Regions from separate parts of the Mus musculus genome. Here all the other regions are linked to region 1. The links are chromatin contacts, called in public Hi-C and promoter capture Hi-C maps. All regions are on one chromosome and are shown on one strand. The core of a region is the stretch at or near the end of the contact, and the rest is flanking DNA. Distances in the headings are between cores, read along the strand shown. Region 1 overlaps Frmd4a (FERM domain containing 4A). Region 2 overlaps Frmd4a (FERM domain containing 4A). Region 3 overlaps Frmd4a (FERM domain containing 4A).

Region 1 (3,395 bases), core at 660-3,159:
CCATGCCTAGCTATCCCGATACCCAGTCCCCATATTTGCACTTCCTGCAGAAAGTGCAGGAAGCAAGACAGGGCTCCCTGATGATTATCATGTGGCCAAGACACTGGCCAGGGATGGACACAGAGCAAACTTCCTGACTTCCACTGGAAGGGCCTCACTGCATGAACCAGAATCAAGGACCAAATATTGAGTTATACATTTCCTCTTCTGCTTCTCTCATGCACTCCCCAGACTTGGCCCCTGGGGGCGAGTAAGAAGGAAGATTCCGTCACTGGGCATCTGGGAAGCACAGTAAGGGTGTCCCCTTAGAGTAGGTACAATACCACCCCAATGGCTTGTCACTCACTGTGTCCCTGTCTCCCTCACCTCCTTCTGACCCATATACCTTCAGACTGATTCTGTCTCATGCCTTCAAGAACATGGCCAGCAGTAAATTCATGCACAAAGAAAATTATGAAGGGTAATTTTCCAGGGTTACATGGGCCAGCCTCGAGTTCAAGTCCAGACAATCTGAATCCAGAGAGCTCCCCAGAAGGGATCTGGGGTGAGTTGACACTGGAATGTCCCTTGATGCTGAAGCTACTGAGAAAGTATCCTTCATAGAGGAGTGGACCGCAAGAGTAAGCAGATCTTCAAATTACAGTGGCAATGCAGCCTAAAGATGTAGGCCTACAGTCCCGTCTACTCTAGAGGCTGAGGCAGGAGGATCACCTGGGTTAGAATCAGTGCAAGGCTAGCCTGGGCAACTTAGTGAGAGTCTGCCTCCACATTTAAAAGGCAGACAGAGGGCTGGGGAGGTGGCTCAGTGGCTGAGCACTTGCGTCGTGTGCATGAGGCCCTGTGTTCGTTCAGTCCCAGCAACATATACACATGCATAGAGTTTAATTTATGATAAACATGGATGTTTTCATGTATCTCGTGGTTGTCGAGCTAAAACCCCAATGTAACATAACTGCTGTCCTGTGTTCTCTCTATGATATTCACTGTGGGGCCACTTCCATTTCTCGGTCTCTTTATTTTATATTTTCTATATATTAAGGGCCTTCCTTCCCTGTTTGTTTTCTTACCCATCCCCCCATATCTGTTCCTGGAATCTGAACTTGAACTCTTTGTTTCATATGTCTGATTGGTTGGCCCTATTTACTTAGGTATTTGTGTGTTCACATATTTATTTATTACTGGGGATGCAAATCTAATTTTGATGCTGAGGTGTGGGTCACTGATAGAACGTTTGTCTAGCATGCTTGAGTCCATGTGTTCTATCACCTGCATGACTCAAGGGAAGGGAGGGAGGGAGGAGTGGAGGGAAGGAGGGAGAGAGGGGAGATGAAGGAGGAAGGGCCTATGGGGCCCGTAACACCCCCAGAGCAGAGGGAGAGAGGGGAGATGAAGGAGGAAGGACCTATGGGGCCCGTAACACCCCCAGAGCAGCAGAGTACTGGAAGAACTGGTGGAGATGGATATGCCACTAGGGGGCAGAAAAGACTCAGACCCCTGCCCCCTGTGCTTGTGAGATCTATCTCTACTAAAGTTACTTGGGGGTGGGGGCAGAGATTGTCATAGCTAAAAGCAAAGTTTCTGAAAGTCATTACCCTAGGCTGCTATGGTAAGCAGTGTTTTCTATGTATGAAGGAGTCACTTGGGATCTTGTCAAACACAGATTTCTCACAGGTTCCCAAGTAGGCTGGGGATTACAGACGATGCTTTAAAGTGGTCAAGGTCTCAAATATCACACATAAATCATTGTTCTCTCTCTCTCTCTCTCTTTCTCTCTCTCTCTCTCTCTCTCTCTCTCTCCATCAACTATCAATAATTATCTTTACTATGACTAGCTTATATGACCATTCAGGATGAGATCAGTAGCAACTGTGTAACTCACCCCATGACAAATAAAATCCACGATGCTGGTTGGTGGTCATAGGTAACCAGAAGGGACTCAGCACACTGAGGTGGCCCTTTCTGAAATGCATTACTTCCTTGGATACTGTGGACACTTAAGAGTGTTCCCTCCCTCTCTAGTGCCCACCAAGGTCTAGGAGACATTCCTATGAGCCAAAGTAGGAGGGAACCATACAGACCTAAACCATCTAAAGCCCAGAAAACTCCGGAATTTTCAAAAGCAATCGTGGATCTTTCCAGATTCTGTCTAATCTTACAGAAGTCCTCAACACAGATTAGAAGCAGACTGTGCTTGCATATATTCATCTCCTCTGTATATTGAACAAATACCAAATAAGTAGGCTTGAGACTACACATTAGCAAGCTGTCACGTTAGCTCCTAACTGCGTGCATGCATGCGTGCTTGTATGCTTGTGTGTATGTGTGAATGTGCATGTGTGCCTCTGTGTGTGTGTACACGTCTTAGCATGTGCACAGAATTCAGATGGACATTGGTTGTTCTGCTTTGTGAGGCTCCCCTTTATTCCCTAAGATGGTCTCTCCCTGAGACTGAAGCTCTCCATTTCAACTGAGCTGGCTGGATTCATGGCTGGCTGAGATTTCGTGGTCTCTGTCCTCCAACTCTCAATTGGAGACACTCAGATCCCCGCTTCTATGCGTGTGCTGGGAATTTGTCTGAACGCAGGTCCTTATGCATACACGGCAAGCACTCTTACCCTCTGAGACATTTCCATAGTCTTTCCATATCATTTTTTTATCCTGTCCCCAATATACTTGTTTTTGTTGCATGGAGAGGAGGGGAAGGGAAGCCCTAAGTGTTTGTTTTGCAGTCACAGATGACAGTAAGTCCTCTTGCTTTAGGGTGTAATTCTTTTTTCCTCTTTCCTTACAGCTGTGACCTAGTTAATTGTAGGTGGGAATCAAACGCCCAAATCATCAGGCTTTTGGCTTGGCTTAGGATCTTGCTGTTAAGTGGTAGGATGTCCTCCTTAATGACAGGAAGTCGGGTCCCCTGATCAGCAACATTTGTGTTCTTTGAGCTCAGAGATAAAGAACTGGGTGTATAAGGCTGTGGTTTCCTTGTGGTCAGGGACAAGAGTCAAGGGATAGATGAGTCTGTGACCCATGGATGAATCACTCCTGCCAAAACAGTTGAAATGTTCATCTCAGTGTTCTGGCCTGGAGTCCTCCAGTCCATGTGGACAAAGGAGAGAATGACTCACTCACTGTCCTTTTATGGCTTCATTGCTAATGTTGAGCATCCTATAGACCAGAATATGATATCATTAAGAAGCCACTTTAGCCGGGCGGTGGTGGCACATGCCTTTAATCTCAGCACTTGGGAGGCAGAGACAGGCAGATTTCTGAGTTCGAGGCCAGCCTGGTCTACAAAGTGAGTTCCAGGACAGCCAGGGCTACACAGAGAAACCCTGTCTCGAAAAACCCCCAAAAAAAGTGAGTGACGACTGTAAAGGCAGGAATGTAACACAAATAAG
Region 2 (3,422 bases), core at 566-3,065, 140 kb after region 1:
TCCTGTACTTTTTTTTTTTTTTAGAAATTAATAGGGTGTAGGAAAATAATAAAAATGTTTGCATATTTATGTGTATGAGTGTGTATATGTGTGTTCACATGTGTGGGGGCAAACATATGCAGAGACACACAATCACATGTGGAGGCCCAGTGTTGACATCCGGTGTTTTCCTCAGTTTCTCTCGTTGCTGGGATGAGCTCACTCTTCTGGCTAAGTCTGGCTAGCTAGTTCCCTCCAGGGCTTTTCCGTCTTGGCCTCTCATGCACTGTGGGATACAGGCGTGGCAGCACAACCACCCAGCTTTTAAGTAGATGCTCAACATCTGAACTCCGGTCCTCATGCTTGCAAAGCAAGTACTTTACACACTGAACCCCACAAGAAATAGATTTTACCCAAGCACAAGGAGATTGCTGAAATCGGGCCAAAGCCACTAATGTAAATATCTGACACCAGGTCTCACCAATCAGTGTTGTGATTGTCTACAAGCTTGCTTCAAGATGTGCTATGGTATGCAGTCTTCCGTCATCTGCTAGGCCCCTTTAGCATATCGGAACGCAGCAGGAAGTTTCGGTTGCCTTTTATATAGTTGGGGAATGGCGTGTGGGGGGGGTCATTTTCACAAAACTTTTTCAGGAGTAAATATTTGTTCAGTCTTAAATTGGCCCTCCCTTCCTAGGCTCCCGGGATCCAGTACTTGTGGACTTTTTCATTATCCTCCTGCCCTGGTGAGAATGCATTCTTACTTGTATTGAAAGTGACATCAGCAGCAGAGCAGAATGCATCTCCCCAGTGCAGGCAGCAGATACCTGCCAGCAAGCAGCAAGAGCTACCCACAGGGAAGAGCCACAGGAGGGCACTTGGGGACCTTCCAAATTAAAATGCTGATAAACATGGAAAAGCCATGCAGAGTCTCCAGGCATATTGCTGGAGCTAGAGAGAGTCTGTCTCTGTGTCTCTGTCTCTCTGTGTGTATCTTTCTATCTGTGTCTGTCTCTGTCTCTCTGTGTCTGTGTCTATGTCTCCCTCCCTCCTTCCCTCCCTCCCTCCTTCCCTCCCTCCCTCCCTCCCTCCCTCCCTCCCTCCCTCCTTCTCTCCATCTCCCTAGCCTATGAGCATAATTTTAGTTCTACAGAAGCAGTAGGCAGTGTGATAATGTGTTTCTACAGTGGATGGGGCAGATATTCTACAGATTACAGGCGAGGGGTGGGTGCTATTTAGGGCCAGGCTACAGGAGGATGTTCTGGTCCAAAGGAAGCTGTCTGCTTTCTGTTCTCCTTACTGTCGGGATTTCCAGCAGAGGATGACAGTTCATGAAAAGAGGACTTAGGCTGTGATAGATAAGTCCTTTGTCAGAGCAATAAGGGGCTGAGGGATCTTACAGGGATTCAGTCTCTGGTTGAAGAAGAAAGATGAGGCCATTTTTACTGATGACCTAGTAGGTGGCCATTTATTGTCCCTAAAACTTTAAGAGGTAAATATTGGTGTTCCAATGTCTAGTAACCAATCAGCATAAACTTCACAGTTGGGTTTTGGAGCCCCGTGGTCTGGATCACACGTAGCCCAGGTTTATTTGTTTGTTTGTTTGTTTAAGGAAAGTTGTTGTTGTTGTTGTTTTAAGAGGATTCACTCCTATATTATTTATAGTCCCCCTCCAAACCTCTACTTCTCACCAGCAGTATACTGCAAGGCAAGTGTCTCTTATCAAAATGGTAGCAATAAAGCCACAATCTCTGGACACTAGCCATATGCTAGGCAAAGGACACCAAGTACACAGAGACCCTTCCGTCCATTAGGAGGCAGTGTAGCAAAAACAATTTCCCCTTTATTCTTCATCTCCACGCCTTTGCAACGTACACCCTCTAATAACCCTTAACTCCTGGACACTTCTAGCTGTCATAACATATGACAGTGACCATGCAAACACCTTGGCCTCGTCAAAGACTTCCACATGTGCCATGGAGAACCAATTTCAAGACTCCAGTTTCAGTGGCTGTTCCCTGATTCTGGGACAATGCCCTCTTCTACAATTCCCTGTGAATAAAGCAAATGGAATAATTATCAGAGCTTCGGGGTAAAAGCCGGAGCTTGGACAGCCCCGAGAGACTAGATGTGGCTCTCCCAGCCCAATATGCCAATTAAAGAGATTAGTGATGGTGAAAAGCAGAGAAAGAGGCTTAATCAATCAATCTCTCTCTTCTAAGTCTGCAGAGAGGACCTGAGAGAAGAGTACAGTTACCCTAAGTCTATCTGTGGGGTACTGACATGAGCCTTGGATTTAAATAGAGGGGGAAATGGGGCAGGGGAAATAGGAAAGTATAATGTAGCAGTCCTGGTGCAGAATGGTTTAGCTAATCACAGCCTCGGTTCTGGTCCATAAGGTGGTCTCATGCTGATACTCAGTTGTATGCTCATGCTCCGAGACGCAGCCATGTTATCATGAACAACCGCCCTCATACGTGTCATGGTCCCTCCTGAGAGGCCTGGCTGTTCCTAGAAATTAAGGTGTGGAATGAATTGGAGATTTGCAGGTGCCTCATAGAGATGCAGAACCTAACTTTCTAGTAATCTGATAGAAAAATGTCTCTGCTTCTCTGGTATCTGTGTCATTGGCCTGGGTGGGAGGCAGATAGGTTCTGGACACACAAGGATTAATAAGCCTATGTCCACAGGTGAACAAGTGGCCCAAAGTAAAGGAGCCATGCAAAGTGAAGGGAGAAAGTCCAGGTTTGTGCCAAGCAAGGAGCGAGTCCTTTTCTGCAAAAGCAGCTTCTAATGCCTGTTAGATTATAATTCAGTGTGCAATATCATGAGGACTTCCAGTTTGAATGACTCCTGGTGGCCACTGGCTACTGGCCCAGGAGAAGTGCAATAATCCTCTAATATGTTCTTTGGTCTTAGAGGGCTTAACTTCATCTTCCAGGGAACATAAAGATGTGAGCAGGTTTACATCCAAAGAAGACATCTGTATTCTGTATTCTTCATAGCACAAGATAAGGGTAGCATCAAATATGCAGAGCAATGTGTGTGTGTGTGTGTGTGTGTATGTGCAGGCATGTGCATGCTTTTATGTGCATGTGTGTTATGTATGTGTGTGCTTATATGTGCATGTGTATGTTAGGTATGTGTGTTACATGTGTGTGTACATATCTGGTATATGAAGGTCTATTTGCACATGTGTAAGCTCCATAGATCTTTTTTTCTCCACTTTCCCAGTACTAGGATCACAGAAACATATCATCACACCATTTTGTATATGCGCTAAGGTTCCATCTCAGGTTTCCATATTTAACTGGCGTTTTACCAACAGAGCCATCTCCCAAACCCAGGCATCTTAAAAAAGCAAACAAAAAAACAGAAAACAATTAGTTAGTTAGTATTTGTATGTGAACCTGTGTAAGTTTACTGTCCTGCCCACAGAGGCC
Region 3 (3,773 bases), core at 707-3,206, 240 kb after region 1:
TTAAAAGGCTTTGCACGTTCAGGGCCAGAAGGGAGAACCTTTGACTGCCAGGCCAAGGTTATCTTGTTGTTGTCTTTGTGTTGGCTAGGTTTTTGTCAACGTGGACATAAGCTAGACTCATCTGTCAATAGGGAACTTCAGCAAAGTAAATGCCTCTGTAAGACGAGCCTGCAAGGTAGCCTGCCTGTGAGGCGTTTCCTTCATCAGTGATGGATGGTGAAGAGCCAGGCTCATTATGGGCAGTGCTATCCCTGGGAAAGTGATCCTGTTTGTGGGGAGGCAGTGGGGAGCTAGTAGGCAGCATTCTTCCATGGCTCCTACTTCAGTCCCTGCTGCAAGATTCCTGCTTTGAGTTCCTACCCTGAATTCCTTTGATGATGGAGTGACCTGAGAGTTGGCAATGGAAGCTGGCCTTCATTGTCCACGGCGATTAGTTAGTTCCAGAGCCTTGGGTTAGTAAACCCCTTACATAAAATAATGCAGTATTTGCCTATGACCCATTATGATTGTCTCTATACTTTCACTTCTTTCAGTTCTAGAAGCAGGGTTTCACTGTTTAACTGAGCCTGGCCTGGGACTCTCTACACTGTGCATCCTAATCTGGATTCAAACTGCCAACAATCTTCTGCCTCAGCCCTTTGAGTACTAGGATTATAGATGGAAGCCAACATGTTCAGGTTCCCAAATACTTTAACTCATGTCTATCAGGTTTGTAGTGCTTAATTCAGTAGAAATGCTATGGAAGTAGTTATGGTATGATATCCATTTGGGAATAGTGACAAGATTTAAAATAACAAAAACAAAAAACAAAAAAACAGTGTTCAGTCCATATAATTTTTTTCAAATATTTTCAACCCCTGGGCGGAAGGACGAGCAGACGCATACACTGTGGGGTGAAGGGATAGCTGTAGAAATACATGCTGGGGGCTGGTGAGATGGCTCAGTGGTTAAGAGCATCAACTGCTCTTCCAAAGGTCCCGAGTTCAGATCCCAGCAACCACATGTGGCTCACAACCATCTGTAACAAAAATCTGATGCCCTCTTCTGGAGTGTCTGAAGACAGCTACAGTGTACACACATATAATAAATAAATAAGTCTTAAAAAAAATACACGCTGGGTGTCGTGTTCTTCCTCTTGCCCAGGAGCATAGCCAGTACCAAGCAGACATCCACAAATGCCAGTGGATAAAAGAGCTTAGATTAGATGGAGATCTGTGGTCGACCACAATACCTCTGCCTCTCTTTTCTTTATAAATAGAGTAAACCATATTGGACGCCTACAAAAGTATTTGTGTCCATATTTAAAATGGACACAAAGTCCCAACTCTTCTTCCTCATTCGGATGCCTGCTTCTGTCTTCTCCCATACATTCCCGGGATGCACGAGACCAAGTCCCCTGCATGCACGACATTGGGAATTTTCTGTGGCACCTCTATTTGATGCCTCATTTTTTTAATGTCCTGATAGAAAGATAAACGCAGGGAGTCATGTGTGATGGTGTCTCAGGAAAGAGCAGAAGTGAAATTAGGAAGTGGGGTTTGTTTTTGTTTTTTATTTTGTTGTTTTGTTTTTGTCTTTCTGTCTTGTTCTGTGCTTGGGGACCATTACTATATGTGTCCTCCTCTTTGAGAACTTGGGCGTGTTTGGAATGTACGCAACATCATGTGCCATCAGATGGCCAAAGCTAGTCTCTCTAGGATCTGAAGCATCATTGTTCTTGCTCTTCACTGGGGCTTTGTGGCACAATAGAAAAAGACCAGGACAAGAAGTCACAAGCCAGGTCCCAACATCAATCACATACTTAACCTCTGGCGGCTCTGAGTCTCTGCCCACCAGAGCAACTTCATCTGGGAAAGGAGGACGCGATCCAGATGGCTGATTGGATTCTGTATAATGGTCCCTCTGGATGAAGCAGGAAGTTACTCACAGGGAGGTCATTTAGGGGCTCTATGACTCAGCCTCGGGGACAGGAGGAAGACAAGGCTCCCTAAAGTCCTGGTGGAGAATCAGAGCCATTAGGCTGGGCTTCCTCTCAAGTCGTTATTTCTACACCATCCTGACAGCCTGCCGCCTACTCCACATGCCAGCCCACAATGCTTCACAAGTGCTGGCTGGAGAGGAAGTCCAGTGGAGCCGAGGCCTCGTCCTCAGCCATGCACAGGATGTGTGAATCTAGTGGACTAATTGGAGCCAGGGTCTGGGAGGCCCCTGCTCATTAAGGATTTATAGAGCACCTTGTCATATTCAGGGCCCAAAGACAATAGTTATTAGCCACTTTTGTTTGCTCTCCATGGATAAATGTTTCCCTTCTTGGTTTTATACATGAGGGCACTTGGGACCAGAATGAGACAGTAGAGGACCTGTGACCCTAGGAAGCCTAGGTCAAAGGCTGAGAGCCCTTATCTGGGACCATTGGGGTTCCAATGATGGTAGCAAACACTGGTTTAGTAAAACCCCTTCCTGATGGTTCCTCTAAGCCATCTTTAGAAACCTCTTAACTCGTACAATTACCACAATCCTTATTATCAGAGACAGGGACTTGATAGTATCTGAGGCTGATCCTCTTGCCTCAGCCTTCTGAGTGATGGGCTCACAAGCAAGAGCCACCATGCTAGGTTAACGCTTTTATTTCCTACGCAAGCTCCAGTCATAACTAAGGCTATTGTTATATCCCCACGTCCATTCATAACTAAGACTATTGTCGTCTCTTAGTCTCTGACTGAGGCTGCTGAGTGTTGAGGCAGGTGCTCTGTAGAGCCTGGATGAAGGTAGATCTACAAGAAAGGAGGACACATGTATTATTCGTATTATTATTATATTTATAGTGTGAAAGCAAAGCAGAGTGATCATGTCTGGGAGAACAAGCCTGGCTGGAAGCCCCTTTCTCACAGCCGCCGCCTGGTTGCTCCTTTGTGAGAAAGCACTCCACTTGTAAAGTTAACCACGCATCAGTGAGTGAGAGCTGTTCTCGCTAATTGGCGGGGTCCCGGGAACGCAGCATAATTAGCAGCTGGAGTAATGGACCAGGTGCCTTGGACTTCTATTTCTGGTTCCTTCGGAAACCAGTTGTGTGGCCCGAGGCAGTTTCCCCTCACTTCTTGTGTGCCTTGTTTCTTTTCCTTCACCCTCAAGAAAATTTGCAGTTTTTCTTCACAAAGGGCAGGGAGGGGGCTGCTCAGTGAGCAAGGAAACAAAAGTGTCTGTGGGGATTTGTGGAGATGCATAGCCAAAATGCCCTGATTTAACAGGTATTGATCAGTAGAAACTCTGATTATTGATAGGACCACATAGTTGAGTTTATAATTAGATTGTTGGGCATAGAAGTAGCTGAAGTCTTTAGGGAGCTAGCCCAGTCATTGCCACGACTGTCTGGTGTGTCTTTATGACACATCCCAAATCATAGTGCCAGGGATGGGTTGTCGTCTCTGCAAACCAGGGCATGGGGGCTCCTCCTGAGCAGCCCCCAGGGATGGTGCAGTACCAGCAGAGTGAGAGCTCATCCCCCGATATTTACAGGAAAACAGGAAACTGGACATCTCCCCTTTGCCTCTCTCCATATTGTCGGTTTTTATTGGTCTGTTTGGTTGCTTTTGTTTTGTTTTGTTTTGGATTTTTGGTTTTGGTTGGTTGGTTCGTTTTGCAATGCCAGCCTTAAAACTGAGTGTCCAGCAGCCAGGGGCTTTAACGTCATATGAACAAAAATGCCCCAGACCCCCATGAAGAGCAGAGTGCCTTTAGCTTAAATGACATCCAGCCTTTCCTGCCAGCAGCAG

Evidence for each region. A called contact is a pair of places that touch in the nucleus more often than the background predicts. Capture Hi-C pulls out chosen DNA fragments and counts their contacts.
Region 2: a Hi-C map of the N1E-115 cell line shows a contact between it and region 1, with 3 times the contacts expected there. The contact joins two enhancer-like sites. A contact is called at or near these places in 6 of 484 Hi-C or Micro-C datasets (the C2C12 cell line, the HL-1 cell line, MC3T3-E1-derived osteoblasts and 3 more), 7 of 115 datasets of contacts at active chromatin or transcription factors (the NIH/3T3 cell line, craniofacial prominence, embryonic limb bud and 3 more) and 2 of 9 other capture datasets (adipose tissue and pancreatic islet).
Region 3: a contact with region 1 is called in a promoter capture Hi-C map of adipose tissue. The contact joins two enhancer-like sites. A contact is called at or near these places in 2 of 484 Hi-C or Micro-C datasets (the N1E-115 cell line and uterus), 2 of 115 datasets of contacts at active chromatin or transcription factors (embryonic limb bud and pancreatic cancer cells) and 1 of 9 other capture datasets (adipose tissue).

What each region holds. Positions count from the first base shown.
Region 1 is chr2:4,315,317-4,318,711 of GRCm38.p6, forward strand. All of the region lies in intron 1 of Frmd4a (FERM domain containing 4A), which reads left to right. Among named protein-coding and RNA genes, the nearest start is that of Gm23691, 64 kb to the right of the region's middle. Within about 2 kb of position 1,910, at least 66 of the 459 cell types and tissues checked have an H3K27ac peak or open chromatin away from gene starts, as enhancers often do. A contact at or near this core is called in the N1E-115 cell line, adipose tissue and microglia, where this site is marked.
Region 2 is chr2:4,456,631-4,460,052 of GRCm38.p6, forward strand. The region is part of intron 2 of Frmd4a (FERM domain containing 4A); the gene reads left to right. Among named protein-coding and RNA genes, the nearest start is that of Gm39751, 55 kb to the right of the region's middle. Within about 2 kb of position 1,816, at least 5 of the 459 cell types and tissues checked have an H3K27ac peak or open chromatin away from gene starts, as enhancers often do. A contact at or near this core is called in the N1E-115 cell line and microglia, where this site is marked.
Region 3 is chr2:4,553,400-4,557,172 of GRCm38.p6, forward strand. All of the region lies in intron 11 of Frmd4a (FERM domain containing 4A), which reads left to right. Among named protein-coding and RNA genes, the nearest start is that of Gm13179, 39 kb to the right of the region's middle. RefSeq lists an enhancer at 2,745-3,773. Within about 2 kb of position 1,957, at least 88 of the 459 cell types and tissues checked have an H3K27ac peak or open chromatin away from gene starts, as enhancers often do. A contact at or near this core is called in the N1E-115 cell line and adipose tissue, where this site is marked.